Linked DNA regions of Mus musculus: all the other regions are linked to region 1. The links are chromatin contacts, called in public Hi-C maps. All regions are on one chromosome and are shown on one strand. Each heading gives the region's core, a stretch centred on a gene start, on an enhancer-like site or on the middle of the called end of the contact. The rest is flanking DNA. Distances are from core to core; before and after follow the strand shown. Region 1 has its middle 400 kb from the start of Gm30904. Region 2 has its middle 310 kb from the start of 5031426D15Rik. Region 3 has its middle 470 kb from the start of 5031426D15Rik.

Evidence for each region. Hi-C and Micro-C count contacts between places; a contact is called where the count stands out from the background.
Region 2: a Hi-C map of cortical neurons shows a contact between it and region 1, with 3 times the contacts expected there. The contact joins two enhancer-like sites. A contact is called at or near these places in 3 of 484 Hi-C or Micro-C datasets (cerebral cortex and cortical neurons).
Region 3: a contact with region 1 is called in a Hi-C map of cortical neurons, with 2.2 times the contacts expected there. The contact joins two enhancer-like sites. A contact is called at or near these places in 4 of 484 Hi-C or Micro-C datasets (cerebral cortex, cortical neurons and forebrain) and 1 of 9 other capture datasets (macrophages).

Annotation. Positions count from the first base shown.
Region 1 is chr2:7,943,385-7,947,912 of GRCm38.p6, forward strand. No RefSeq gene overlaps it. Among named protein-coding and RNA genes, the nearest start is that of Gm30904, 400 kb to the right of the region's middle. Within about 2 kb of position 1,822, at least 7 of the 459 cell types and tissues checked have an H3K27ac peak or open chromatin away from gene starts, as enhancers often do. A contact at or near this core is called in cerebral cortex and cortical neurons, where this site is marked.
Region 2 is chr2:7,232,897-7,237,424 of GRCm38.p6, forward strand. It overlaps a transcript of Celf2 not described here. Among named protein-coding and RNA genes, the nearest start is that of 5031426D15Rik, 310 kb to the left of the region's middle. Within about 2 kb of position 1,920, at least 21 of the 459 cell types and tissues checked have an H3K27ac peak or open chromatin away from gene starts, as enhancers often do. A contact at or near this core is called in cerebral cortex and cortical neurons, where this site is marked.
Region 3 is chr2:7,397,983-7,402,510 of GRCm38.p6, forward strand. No RefSeq gene overlaps it. Among named protein-coding and RNA genes, the nearest start is that of 5031426D15Rik, 470 kb to the left of the region's middle. Within about 2 kb of position 2,764, at least 9 of the 459 cell types and tissues checked have an H3K27ac peak or open chromatin away from gene starts, as enhancers often do. A contact at or near this core is called in cortical neurons, where this site is marked.

The DNA.
Region 1 (4,528 bases), core at 572-3,071:
TGGGAGTGGGTGAGTTGGTGAGCAGAGGGAGGGGGCATGGGATGGGGGAAGGGGTTTTCAGAGGAGAAACCAGGAAAGGGGATAACATTTGAAGTGTAAATAAAGAAAATATCCAATAAAAACAAAAGAAAAAAGAATATATCACAATTGCTAAAAGACAAAAGGTTCTTGCTGATGTGGATTAATTTCTTTGGTAATCAGGTACTCTGCCTTTGTCAAGACGAGCTGTTCTCCTTGTGAGCTTTATAGCTCTCTGGTCTAATCATGCTCTCTCTCTTTTTCAACCTTCCACTTCATTCTCTGGCTTACTGTTGCAGTATAAAGCCAATCTTAAATTTCCAAGTATTTAGGGAGCTCTATTGAAAATGGATTCACCTCTTGTTATCCACTTCTGTAACTGTCCAGGTTACGGTGTCTCCACCAAAGCTATCAACATTTTCCCACCGTGTTTACTAATTACAAATCACTACATTCAGATCCCTGCTTTAATTTCTTCTTCTTTGACTTTGTATTTTTATGTCCTAATTACTACCTTACTTTTGTTTTAATGAACTTTAGCAACACAGAAGAAATAACAGTTGTGGCCAAGATACTGTGCAAAAGATGGACACCGTTTGTACCTCTACACTGCATTTACAATATGTTTGTGGGCTTCCACTTAGTACCTATTCAGCTGACACCGTATGGCAAGGAAGGTTGATTAGCTGTGATCCTCCTAATATATCTGAACACTTCAGTTTAAAATAGACTGAGTGCTAAGAAAAATCTTAACATTCCATGTGTGAGCCCATTATACTTTAATTATAAATTAAGCCATGCCAAGCCTCATGAATAACCTAATCACTGATAAATAATTGCATTTTGCCTTCAAAGGACCAAGTGAACTTCAAACAGGCAGTGATAAGGCCATGAGTCCATTTTAGAATAAATTTATTAAATGAGGAAAGACATAAAACCATGACTTACTAATCAATTTTGATATTTTTTTTCTTTTTCACGGGAACAAGGTATAGTGGAATGAATAAAGTTTTTTTCTGGGATTTATTTATTTTATTTTTTATTTTTTGGAAACAGTTCTAACTTCTGTGAATTTATATGTGTAGCATCTACAGCACAAAAAATACTTATTTTAAATTGGAGTTTGCTGATTTGCATATTACACTGTATTTTTCTAGTTCTTACTAAACTGTGGTTTCAAATTAAAACAGGCTTTTCTTTTTTCTAAAAAGCTTCTAGGTTAAGATGGGTTTTCGTTGTTAGTGGTGGTAGTGTTGGTGCTAGTGTGATTGTGTGTGTGTGTGCGTGCGCGCGCGCGCCTGCCAATGGGTACAAGACCCACGAAAGACAATAAAGCATCTTTTTCCTGGAGTTACAGGCGGTTATGAACCACTTCTGTAGGTCCTAGAAGCTGTACTCAGATCTTCTGTAACTGCAAGGCAGTGAAGTATCTCTCCAGCCCCTTATGTGAGTTATTGTTAAGTAAAAGCCTAGAGTTTGTCTTTCCATCTCCCTGTAGTTACTTATGTAACTTCCCGTCTCTTCAAGAATTTCTCTCCTGCGCCCTAGAAAGCCCAGTCATTCATGTTCCACAATCAGTGCAGATAACTTCTGTTCCTTTCCTCCCATTGCCTCTACCCTGCATTATCCCTGCAGCTGATCAAAGCTTGCTTTGGGACCAGAGCCCAGCCTGAGAGACCAGCAGCCACTCTTATTTTGAAGTGTCAAAGAAACTTGCTTCCAGCTCCCTCTACCTCCTGGTTACTGTCAGTGCTTCCATATCCTTGACTCACTGTTGATGATGCCTGCCCAGGCAATGGCACCAGGCCCTATCCTGAGCCACCTGACAGTTCTGTAACCTGACAACCCAGCGATGTGTACCTTAGCTGAGCGCAGCACTCACCACAGCTGCTGGTTCCCAATCAGTCTGTGTGAAATGAAAAGAGAAATGAATTCCTTGAATATGCACTGAGAATTTGTAAGCTTTCAAGGAAAGTTTCTTTGGGTTCAAGTTATTGCAAGTTCTTGTTCTAGGCAGAGCTGCTTCTCTCTGTGGCCTTTATATCCCCTCTCCTGCCACCAGGCAGTAGTATCAGAATGGAATTGGGACCCAGAGTCATCAAGCCTCCTCTTCACACAGTGGTATTATTGGCTGTAGGTGGGTTTCCTTCCAGGATATTTTTCTCGGCATTTGCAGTTGCAGTTCCATGGCAGGAAGTAAGGCGTTCCAGGTGTCTAGTGAGTAGAGGACAGAGAAGATGTTAAACAGCCTTCAGTACAAAGGGCATGTCTTAGTCAGGGTTTCTACTCCTGCACAAACATCATGACCAAGAAGCTAGTTGGGGAGGAAAGGGTGTATTCGGCTTACATTTCCATACTGCTGTTGATCATCAAAGGATGCAGGACTGGAACTCAAGCAGATCAGGAAGCAGGAGCTGATGCAGAGGCCATGGAGGGATGTTCTTTACTGGCTTGCCTCCCCTGGCTTGCTCAGCCTGCTCTCTTATAGAACCAAGATTACCAGCCCAGAGATGGTCCCACCCACAAGGGGCCTTTCCCCCTTGATCACTAATTGAGAAAATGCCTTACAGCTGGATCTCATGGAGGCATTTCCTCAACTGAAGCTCCTTTCTCTGTGATAACTCCAGCTGTGTCAAGTTGACACAAAATCTAGCCAGTACAGGGCAGTTATGCATAACAGGGAATTATCCATCTCTCTCAAAATGCCACTTGTGAAAAGGTTGAGAGTCTGTCACAGAGGGATGGGATGAGAAGGGCAGTCACAATGCACTTATAACAAAGAAATCCTACAACCCCAATCTATTTCTGGGTGATGCACACCAAATAAAAGCTATTGGTAGTGGTCTGAAGTGAACTCTCTGTAGAGCTAATTCTAGTTGAAGAAGGAGGATGTGGCATTCAGTTCTCAATGCAATAGTAGGACAGAGTGTGTGGAATGGTGAGGAGGAATGCAGGTATTGGAGTCATTCTTACCCTACCCCATCTACATGGAGTGAGATCTTGATCATGCCACCCTTGGAAATGTCTTGTGCTCCAGTCCCTCCACGTGCTTGGCTCTTCTCTCATTTAATTTCCATTCGTAAGTTTCAGAGTGCAGGACCAGACAAAGACAGCAGTGATGGCACTTGTCAGGCTGAAAAGTATTCAGTCAGAAAAACTCCCAAGCTAGAGTCATAAGTTCAGACTAAGTCATAGAAGCAGTGAATACATGTTGGTTTATTGATCACCCTTGAACAACAAAAGTACATGTCATGTGACTGCCTTTTTTGTCAAGGAACTTGGAAGCATGGACCTTAGCAGATTTTAGTTCAGATTAAAAGATTACATCGGATGGATATCTGATTGCCATTGTAAATTGCATTTAACTGAAGAACAATGTCCTTCTGTGCCAATCAGATGTTAGAAGAAGAATCACAGTCTATGAGTGAAGAATGAAGAAAGCTGGGGTGTTATGATCAGCATCATGGACTATTGGGAGAGGCTGCTCATATCAGCCTATAACTGCTTTTATTTCATTTTGCTTTTGTTTGGGTTTTTAAGATCCCCCTTTTTAAGTGTCACTTTCATGCAATAAATTGTACAAAGCAATGAATTTTGACAACTACATTACATGCATACACCTAGTATACCAAAGAAGATATGAGAGCAGTTTCTCTTTAGCCTGTTCTCAGCTTCTGTTCCCATCCTTTTACAGAAGAGAATGTTTGTTTATATCTGTTTATCTATGGAACTTGCTTTTTGTTCACATAGTGCTTTCTAGAATTGTCCATGTTGGTGTGGACATTACACCATAGCTGCACTTTAATGCCTGGCTCTTTCCATGGTGTGGGGAGAACAGGAACGTGATGTTGTTACTCAGAGAACAGGAAACCCTTCTTTGGAAAGAGCATAAGTTCCTTTTACAGAATAATGGGGTTCATTTGGTGAAAATTAAGGTATTAGAGCTGTGTTCTTTCTAGAATTTCTAGAGAGTAATCTATTACCTTGTCTAGGGACCCCTTCCTCCATTTTCAAACCTGAGAGTAGCTAGCCTCTTGATTACTCCTGCCCTCTTGGCTTTAGCTATCTGTTCCTGCCCAGTTTCCTCTCAAAAAGAATCTTAAATTTACACTGAGCACATCTGGCAATCCCAAATAATGTTTCCATATCAAAGTCTTAAGTATACCCCCATATCCTTTGCCATGTGAAATCACCCAGTCAGAAGTACCAGATATTATGACTTGAGCATCTCTGATGGAAATGGTGCATTATTATTCTGATTCATTAAGATTCCTACATAAACTGAAACCACATTTGTAGCATCTAAATTACCTCTTACAGAAGAGCGTCATCCACGAAAGAGAGCTGTGAATGCCTCCCCACCTCTCCTTGTTCTGGTAAATGTGAACCACTTTCTCCAGTCATCTTATGCTGTTGTTTTGCTCTACACAGGAGTACCAGGCCACTGAGCACTTAAAGACAGATGCTATAAGATGCTATAAGATGCCTGTGGACTGAGAACATCACCAGA
Region 2 (4,528 bases), core at 670-3,169, 710 kb before region 1:
TTTCCTGCTAAGTCAAGGTTATCTTTAAGACATCATAACTTCATTCTTTCAGAAGATGTTAAAAATGGAATTGTGCTCACATAATCTACAAGGTGAAGCTTCTAGATATCTTTGGCTGTGAACAGCACCAGAACTGCTGGAGGAGTCAGGTAGAAGCCACTTAAAAGGGAGTAGAGGGATATAAAACCCATTTTATCCTCTACCTGTCAGCATCCATATTGACATCTCTAGGTAGGGAAAAGGTACCATGTCCTTTGCTCCATATGGCAGAAATTTTGGTTCATATTAGTCTTGAGTAGAGTCTAAAATATTAATTTCTTTAATTTTTGTTTAGCTTTGAGAATGAAGCCTGCCTAAACATCTGTGGCACCTGAGAGCAAAGATAGGAGCCTGGGGAAGGAAGCCTTGCTGGGACAAAAACAACAAACAGGAAGGCTACTTGTATGGGAAGCACGGTTGGTGCAAAGCATCTCACCGTAATCCCTGCGGCTTCTCATGACAACACCAGCAAATATGTTTTGTCAGTATCTTTCCATGCTTCAAGTAAACTGCGATTCTAAAATGTGCAGCACAGCCTTTCACTCCTAGGAAGGGATGCAGGTCCCCACCCACTGCTTCTCACTTACACTGCATCAGAGGTTTGGCCAGAATTTAGAAATTTTGCTCAACACTCTCCCCATTTTTCATTATTCTATGTTACAGACTAGTACTCTCCCACTAGTGGAAGAATTCCACCTGTGCCATACTGAAAACCTTGAGGAGGGCCTGAAAGTTAAATGTGGATATTCTTCCAAAAAGGAAAAGGATGGGGAGTGAGTCACCAACATCTCTGCTTACATCCCCGAATCCTACAGTTCCAAATTTTCTTCAAAACATATTTTCCTGCCAGTGTTTTAACATCTTAAGTATATGTAAGTATATTGTGATGCTTTAAGCTATTTACCATCAGAATGGCTGGTGCTGGCATCAATGCTATTTTTCCTTGCTTTTGGAGAGCTTCTAGAATTTTTTAAGGGAACATTTCTAAGTGCCATGGCCTCTGGTAACAGCTTTGAGGTAAGATTTTGGGAACAGGGATGGCAAAAGTCCTAGTGTGCTTTCTGTTGCTGTGATAAACACCATGACTAAAAGCATCTTGGGGATAAAAGGGTATATTTCAGCATCTATTTCCCAGTTGTCACAGTCCATTATAGAGGGAAGTCTAAGCAAGAAGTCAAGGCAAGAAGCTAGAGGCAGGAACTGGAGCAGAGGGCTCTAAGGAACATTCCTTACCTAATTGTTTCTCACAGCGTGCCAGGATTGCATTTTTATCATGCCCAAGCCCATGAAAGGCACTGCCCACAGTAGGCTGGACCTCCTCAAATCAATTATTAAGTCAGAAGAAAATACCCTCAAGGATCTTGTCTACAGCCAAATATGATGAAGGTGTTTTCTCAATGTAGGCTCCATCTTCCAACCTGACTCTCTATTTGTGTTCGTCTGACACAGAACTAACCAGCACAATGAATGAGTCCTGAGCCCTTTGAGTCACTTCTGTATATAAAGACCACCAGGTCCAAAGGACAATTTCAAAATGCAATCACATGTTGTGATGAGTGTTTTCTTTAGCTATCATCCTGCTTGCTCAAGCTCACCAAGAGTTTGGCTCTGTTTCTAATGAGAAAAGGTGTCTGTGCTAATTTAAAGTCTTCCGTTTAGAAAAAAAAAAAAAAGTTCCAAATGTCAGGCTGAACCTGAAAGTGATTACTCATAGGAATAAAACATGATGAGTAGGTATTTGAATGGATGTTCACAGCTGTTTTCTCTCTCTTTCTAAAAGACATTCAGTGAGAAAAGTTCAATGCGGTACCACGGTCGCGAGTCGTAGGGTGTCTAACGTTGGCAGTTCCAAATTAGAGCTCCCCTGGCAACTGTCACTCTGTGACATCACATTTTATCTAATGAGGCACAAAAATGTACACTTTGTGAACTCCACAGCTCCTTCACAAGTGCAGAGAATGAGAGGTATGGGGAAAGTGGGAGCCATCTGTTTGAAATCTTAGTTAGAATTTTCACCTTTGCCTGGTCTACCTGCAGTTATATTTTCTGCAGTTTCATAGTCAATAATTCTAAGGTGTTGAATTTGCTGTAACCACTAGCAGATATTAGTTAATTCACCCCCCATGCCATCTAGCCCATCCTTGTTAATCTGTCACCTAACCCATAAGACCTTCTGATGTTATTAACAGGTTCCACACTTGCCCTTGTTCAAATTTGACTTCTTAATGAAGCCCTACTTTAATTACTACAGAAGATCTGGTTTTGACTAGTCACTTGAGTCCTGTCACTATAATGAGGAAAGGGGCTCCACGTGTTTGGCTTCTGACTCTTTACAGTTAGGGGACCAGTCACCATTGCTTAGAGACCCTAGTATGCGTCAATCAAGATGGTGGGTATATCAGGGTTATTTTCTACCCAGATGGCATACTACTTCTGGTCTAATATCTAACATAATGAAAGAAAAAAAAAAAGACCAAGTTGGTGAAGACTGAGGATGCTGGGACTGTCTTTGCAATTGCTCAGTGTGCTTCTGTAAGGCGCTGTGTGTTTGTGGATACACCCTCACACTGAAGATGTGAACTGAACAAGCACAGATTATTCAATTCCTTCCCCCACACAGAATGACACAGATGGACTGATTAAAATCATAGGTCTGTGCTAAAGCAAAATTACTGCATTAGAGGAAGCATTTGGGGAAAGTGGGCGATGGGCTAGGAGAAAAAGAACAAACAAAGGCAGATGGAGTATCTTGGTTGGCATATAATTATTCTGTTATTCCTTTATCATCTAACTTATAAAATGAGAGCACATTGAATAATATAGTAAGTAGGATTCATCAGTAGTGAATAGTCAACTAAAACTCTTTGAGGGATGAAACGACTAATGTTCTTGTTTAACAGTCTTATGGAAGGCAATTTTTCTTCCTCAGTTGTGCTTCCTAATGGCTTGCTTAAGCAAAGACCTGGTGAATGTTAAGGCATCTTTTGCAGTATCCAGATTTCTAAACCATGTACCTTCAATTCATTTTCCAATATGGAGGACATGAGTCTTTCCAACATTCTCCCTGGAAAGCAGTTAACTTCAAACACACACACTGTTCCTTTTATAAGCAAGAATGGCTACTCTTAAAGTATTGCTTAAAGTATCTAAGCAATCCACAGAGAACACAGTTAGAGTAATAACAATGTACAGTTTATGTAGCAGAAGGCATAGAAAGATATTTATCCCAAATGATATAAAGAGAGTGTGAATTAAATTTAAGAAGGTGAAATTTTAAAAAGAGGTCAAAATCAATTGGTAGGTTCTCCTAGGTGTTCCAGATCTAGAGCAATTTAAAGCCCGTGGGACAATTTACTCAATCATGCTGAAGAGAGTTCTCAGTAACAGCAGCGTGGTTTATAAGCGTCAGGTTTCTTCTAAGACATGGGGGAAAACTCTTAGTTTGGAGGTAACTTCAGAGCATAAGAAAATGGATCTGGATAGAGGACACACAAGCCTAACACTGAGAAACATTAGAAACCGAGGCCCAAAGCAGCAACACTGGAGAAATTTAGGACACATCCCACTAGAGTTGAGGATGCAGCATTTAATAGCTTTTCAGGGAAGACCGGGTCCCTGTGTTAGCATCAGTGTTCATTAGCTCAATTGGATTCAAAGTGTCCGCTCTTTCCACATCCTGAAGCTTTGAGATCTTAGGGTTTGAATGTGCCTGTAATTTAGAGTTGTGAAACTTTCTGAACATTCTTTACTCTCTAGCTACACATTTCTGGACTAGTGGCCTGGAAAAGATATGGTCTGCCTAGTCAGACTCCTGTGAGCCAATGCCAGGAAGTGAATAGATATAAATTAATCTGAGATGTCATTTATTTTAACTCAAATTGAAGAGCACACACTTCTGAAATTTGGGGAGGGAGGTTAGTGAGACACACAGAGAATAGACAGGGCAATGTGTGCTTGGCATATGGTAAGCATACCAGTTTCTTTCTCCGACTTCCTTGCTTGTCATGAGAGTATCTTTACCATTAGGATAATGAATTATTTGTTTCTTTAGACACAACAACCTTGAGTTTTCAACTGTGTCATTCAGTTTGGTGCTTTAGAGACATTCAATAAGAGTAGGTTCCCAATTAGTATGGCAAACATTTTGAAGGTAGTAATGAACACACATGATTTACAAGGTTCTATTCTCATGGGGTTTATATCCATATAGAGAATGAAAACGAATTAGATATTTGAAAGAGACTGTGTAGGAAATGTAATGAGTAGAAGCTGAAGGGTTCTGAGGTCTCCAAAGTCTCCTAGGAGGTTTCTTGGAGTCAGCTCGGGGCTTGGGAGGACCATGCTGTTCCTCTTCTCTTCATGTCAGACTCTGCTTATTTTGGTTTAGGAGTCTCTATCTACTGAGAGCATCAGCTACGCGCCAGTGAAAAACAGTCTGAGATAAGAGTTTGCCATATACAGACGTGGAGCTCGGGGTTATCAGGTGAGC
Region 3 (4,528 bases), core at 1,514-4,013, 540 kb before region 1:
TCTTCTAATATTGTTCCTGGTTAATGCCTTTGCCCAGCCTGATGAAATAGAGAAGTAGGACAGGTCAAGTATACCAGAAGCCTTGTTTACTTCCCAGGGAGTTAGGCAATAAGCTATAATAAAATAATGGTAAATTCCACCAATGTGCTAATTGTGGGACATTTTAGCAGTACAAAATGTAATAAAACTAAGCCATACTTTGGATTGGAAGTGTTAGGTGTAGATTTTTCTTTCAAAACAGTTCACTGAAGCATGATTTTATTTCCTTGAAGCATTCTATAATTCCCAGTGGCTTTTGTTTAATTCCCCCCATTAAGAAACAAAACAAACCAAACCACAGAAACTTTTAGAAAAGGGAAAAACACAGATAGAAGTGAAAAAAGAGCAAGAATTTTAAAAATCGGTGTCTGAATTTTTAAAATCAGAATTTTTAAAATAAGCATTTAAGTATTTATGGCCACTATGCTAATATTAATTACTTTGTATAAATGCGAAGAATCATATATTTAGACCATTTTAGGTGATTTGTGCATACCATACATATGGTAACAGATGTTGATATATGTCCTGAATATTTTTCTTTTAAATAAAGACAAAAGTAATGATCCTAGTAAATAATATTACCAAGGTCATTTATTTGTATATTGATTATTTGTATATTAATCTTAAAAAGTCCTGACACTGACGTTTAAAGAATGAACATTTCTGTTGCGATAAGGTTCTCTTGGTCTTAGAAAAATCATAAAATATAATTCTAGTAGGTATTTATCCTGTCACTTCTGAAGTCGTCACTAGATGCTGTAGGGGTGAGATTTAAAAATATATTGCATTTTATGTAGCCCTGCTGAAAACCTATCTATTTCAAAAATAAATTCCTACTGAATTAGGGAATTGTGGGTGGTGAAAGACATCAATGGGGCTAAAAAAAATCATAGAAATGTGTCTTAAACACCAAAGAAGCTTGTTGGAAATCTATTAGACTTCCATATCACTCTTGGTTCTTGAGAAAGATATCAGTGTAGCCTAGGGTGTCTCTAACTGCTGAGAGTCAAACTTCAGCTTTTGGAGTGTTTAGATTAAAGGAATATCTAGCTTTCAGGCAGATGTTGCTTTGTTTGCTTGTTTTTTAGATAAGGAGTTCTAATGTATTCCAGGTTGGTCTTGAACTGGCCGTATAGTTGAGTATGGCCTTGACTATTGATCTTCCTACTTCTGCCTCCCACGTGCTGGTATTACAGGTTTGTGGAACCACATCTGGCCTGGATGTATTTTAAAGAAAATTCTTTAAAGTTGTGCGTGGTAGTGGATGCCTATATTCCCCAAAAGGAAGATCATGAGTTCAAAAGAAGCCTGAACAACATAATGACTTGAAGGCAAGTAGGGCTACGCAGTGAGAACCTATTTCAAAGTCAAACATTATTTAAATGTTCATTCCCAAAGGCACTCAGCATCAATGAGGGAAATAAGAAGAGCAGTTCTATTGTTGGGCCTTTTGGACCTTGGAGTACTGCCTAATGCATGATATTATGTCTTAATGATAATAGTCACTAATACATTTTTCCTTCAGTAGAAGACAGAGAAAGTCTTCATGTTCATGTACCACTAAGCTATCATAATTAAACCCTATAAACGATATAGCATGGACATATTCATCTCAGTCTTGACATAAAAATAGTCTATTATTTGGACTCATGTTTTTTAAAACCACATCTTCATGGTTATAGATCAGTTTTATTAATTTATGAAAATATATGATTTTTGAACACAGGTAGACACATATAAACACCAAACTTCTGATTCTCTGGTGATTTTTACAAGTGGATTTTTTTAGACTAGGTAGAAAGAGTATTGCAGACAATTTCACTCTAAGTGATTTAGGCTATAAAGAAATCAAAAGGAAAACTGATATTTGGTCTAGAATAGAACAGAGACACCTAGACTGATAAACGTCCATAGGTCATTTCCTCCTGCAGCCATAATCACACAGAGATGGAAACAGGCTGAAAGCAAACTGCCTTCAGATTAAATTTAATTGTAAAGTAAAAGGTACCCCATGTGCATGTGGCCTGAATGAGTAATCTTTGTGTCCCTGTTGTTGGCTGTATGTGATGCATGGGGTGTCATAGCATTTTATTAATATCTAGATACACAAGACACAAGGAGAGGACATTGTAAGCTGTCAGACTGAAAACAGAAACAAAGTACAAAACGGCTTATAGAAATGTTCAGTATCTGGTAAAACTGGCCACTGGAATTTCACTTAGAATACTGGACAAAAACAAATTCACACAAAAGAGATGATTCTAAGTGTATATGAAATAATAGGTAAGTGTATGGTGTCCAGTGTGGCAGGGGCTGTTTGTATCATTTTAAAGGAGAAATTTTATTGCCTCTTGTGTGGCTGAGGAATTGTTTCTTTTGTGTCTAAGTAATCAGGAATGGGGTACACCCCCAACATTCTTTTTTTGTTATTGTTGTTTATTCTAGTTGTAGTTGTCAAGCTCATTTATTTGATAGCACCAAGTTGTTTTTCTAGTCATTCTCTTTAAACACTCACAGTGTTTCAGATAGTGTGTGAAGCAGTCATCAATACTGGTCTGAACCAACCATAGTCTGTCCTGGTTTCAGGACTTGACTCTTAGCTGTGGGTTATGAATTTCCTTAAAGTAGAATCTTAATCCACTGATTGAAAAGGAAGGCTACCCCTCCCATCCAGCAGATGCTCGGAAGCGTGCTTCTGCTCCACTCAGCTTCTGCTTCCTGATATTGTTAGTAAGGCTGAATATAAAGATGTGCTATTTTGGAACTTTAGCAAAGGAATGTAGCACTTCAGTCCAAAACTCAGAATTTCTTTTCAAGCTGTTCCTAAGAAATTGCTTTTTAGGGCAAAGTGATTTCGCCTAAGCCATGATTTTCTACACTTACCAGAACTGACATAACCTACTCTCCCTTATATATAGCTTGATTTGGGGAATATCAGTAAATCACAGTCAACAATGATCTAAAGATATTAAATCAAAAATTCCGGAAATTAACAATTCAAATGGTTAAAATAGTTTTTATTATAGTAATTACTATAATTGTTCTATCTTACTACTAGGCATGATTAAACTCTTTCTCTGTCCTCTTTTATTAACTAATTTTATGCTAGGGATGTGTGTATAGGAAAATCCATAATTCTATAAGTTTCAACATCCTCTTTGCTTTCAGGATCTACCAGAGACCTTAAAATTCTCTCTATTTAGTGACCAAAGTAGACTATTATATTTAATTTTTCCAAACCAATAAAGAAAATCAGAGGGAACAATGGCTGAATAAGATTATTTTTGAGTCTTGAAAATGCCCCCCCCCCTTTTTTTAAAAGAAATTTAAGTTTCTTTTAATTTAAAGTCACCTCAACAAGTGGGGATTTCAGGTATAGCTGACCATGACTCTCAGTTATGTTTGTCATCTAGTTAGTAGCTTTCACAGTGTTTTTTTTTTTTTTTCAGAAGACAGAGAACCCTAAATATTTGACTATTTAGACAAAAACTCAAAATCACTAATGCTGACTAAACTCTTCTCTTCTACTCTGCTAACTACATCAGGATACAAGTTTCTAGAATTTTCATTCTGGGGAGGAAAAAAGAACAAACTAAAGCAAAACAGGACCCTTCCTTGATTACTGCTGTAAAAATAGACAAACCTGCTGTTACAGAAAATGTACTTATTTATTTATTATAAGTAATTCAGTCAAAATGTAGGCATGCTGCGCTTAAATGAACATGCCAATAAAAATCTGAGGATATATGTCACATCTAAATTTCTAAGAAGTTGGTGGGAGTTTTGGCTTTTGGTTTGTTTATTTGTTTGTTTACCACAGATGCAAAGAAGAGCCAGTGACCTGGGTGAACCAGACATATAGCATATGTTATTGGGAGAAAAATCTGTCCACAACCAAAGAAGTTGAATTGGCGAGACTTATTTTAATAACATATCAACCTGGAAAAATGTTGTTCTGTTCAAAACACCTTAGGGTACTTCACAAGGAACCGTAACCTGAAAGTAGAAGGTGAAGCTTCATTTTTTAGAAAAGAGGAAAAATAAGAACAGAAAAAGCAAAAAAATTAACATGGAATTTAATTAATTCACAATGATTCTGCAATGTTGCATGCAAACCTGATATAAGTAAAAGCTTCTCAAACACACCAAAGAAGAAAATACGCTCAACTGCATACTGTTTATAAGACGAAACCTAATTCTCTGTGGATGAGAGGGACAGCCTTTTAGAAGGGGAAATTGGACAGTAATTGCTTAGGCCCTCACAGAGAGAAGTAGAAATGGTATATTTAATAACTTTCTCAACACAAATATTTATATTTTTATATGTATCATACCTGATGTGTCATATATACATTCAATTTCTTAAATCGCGCTTGAAGTAGAATTACAGTTTTGGCCTGAAAACAAAATCATTGAATTCTTTACCTTAGCCTTAGAAGTAAATACCAAGTATAGACAGTGATTAGTTATTAGTTAAACAATATTA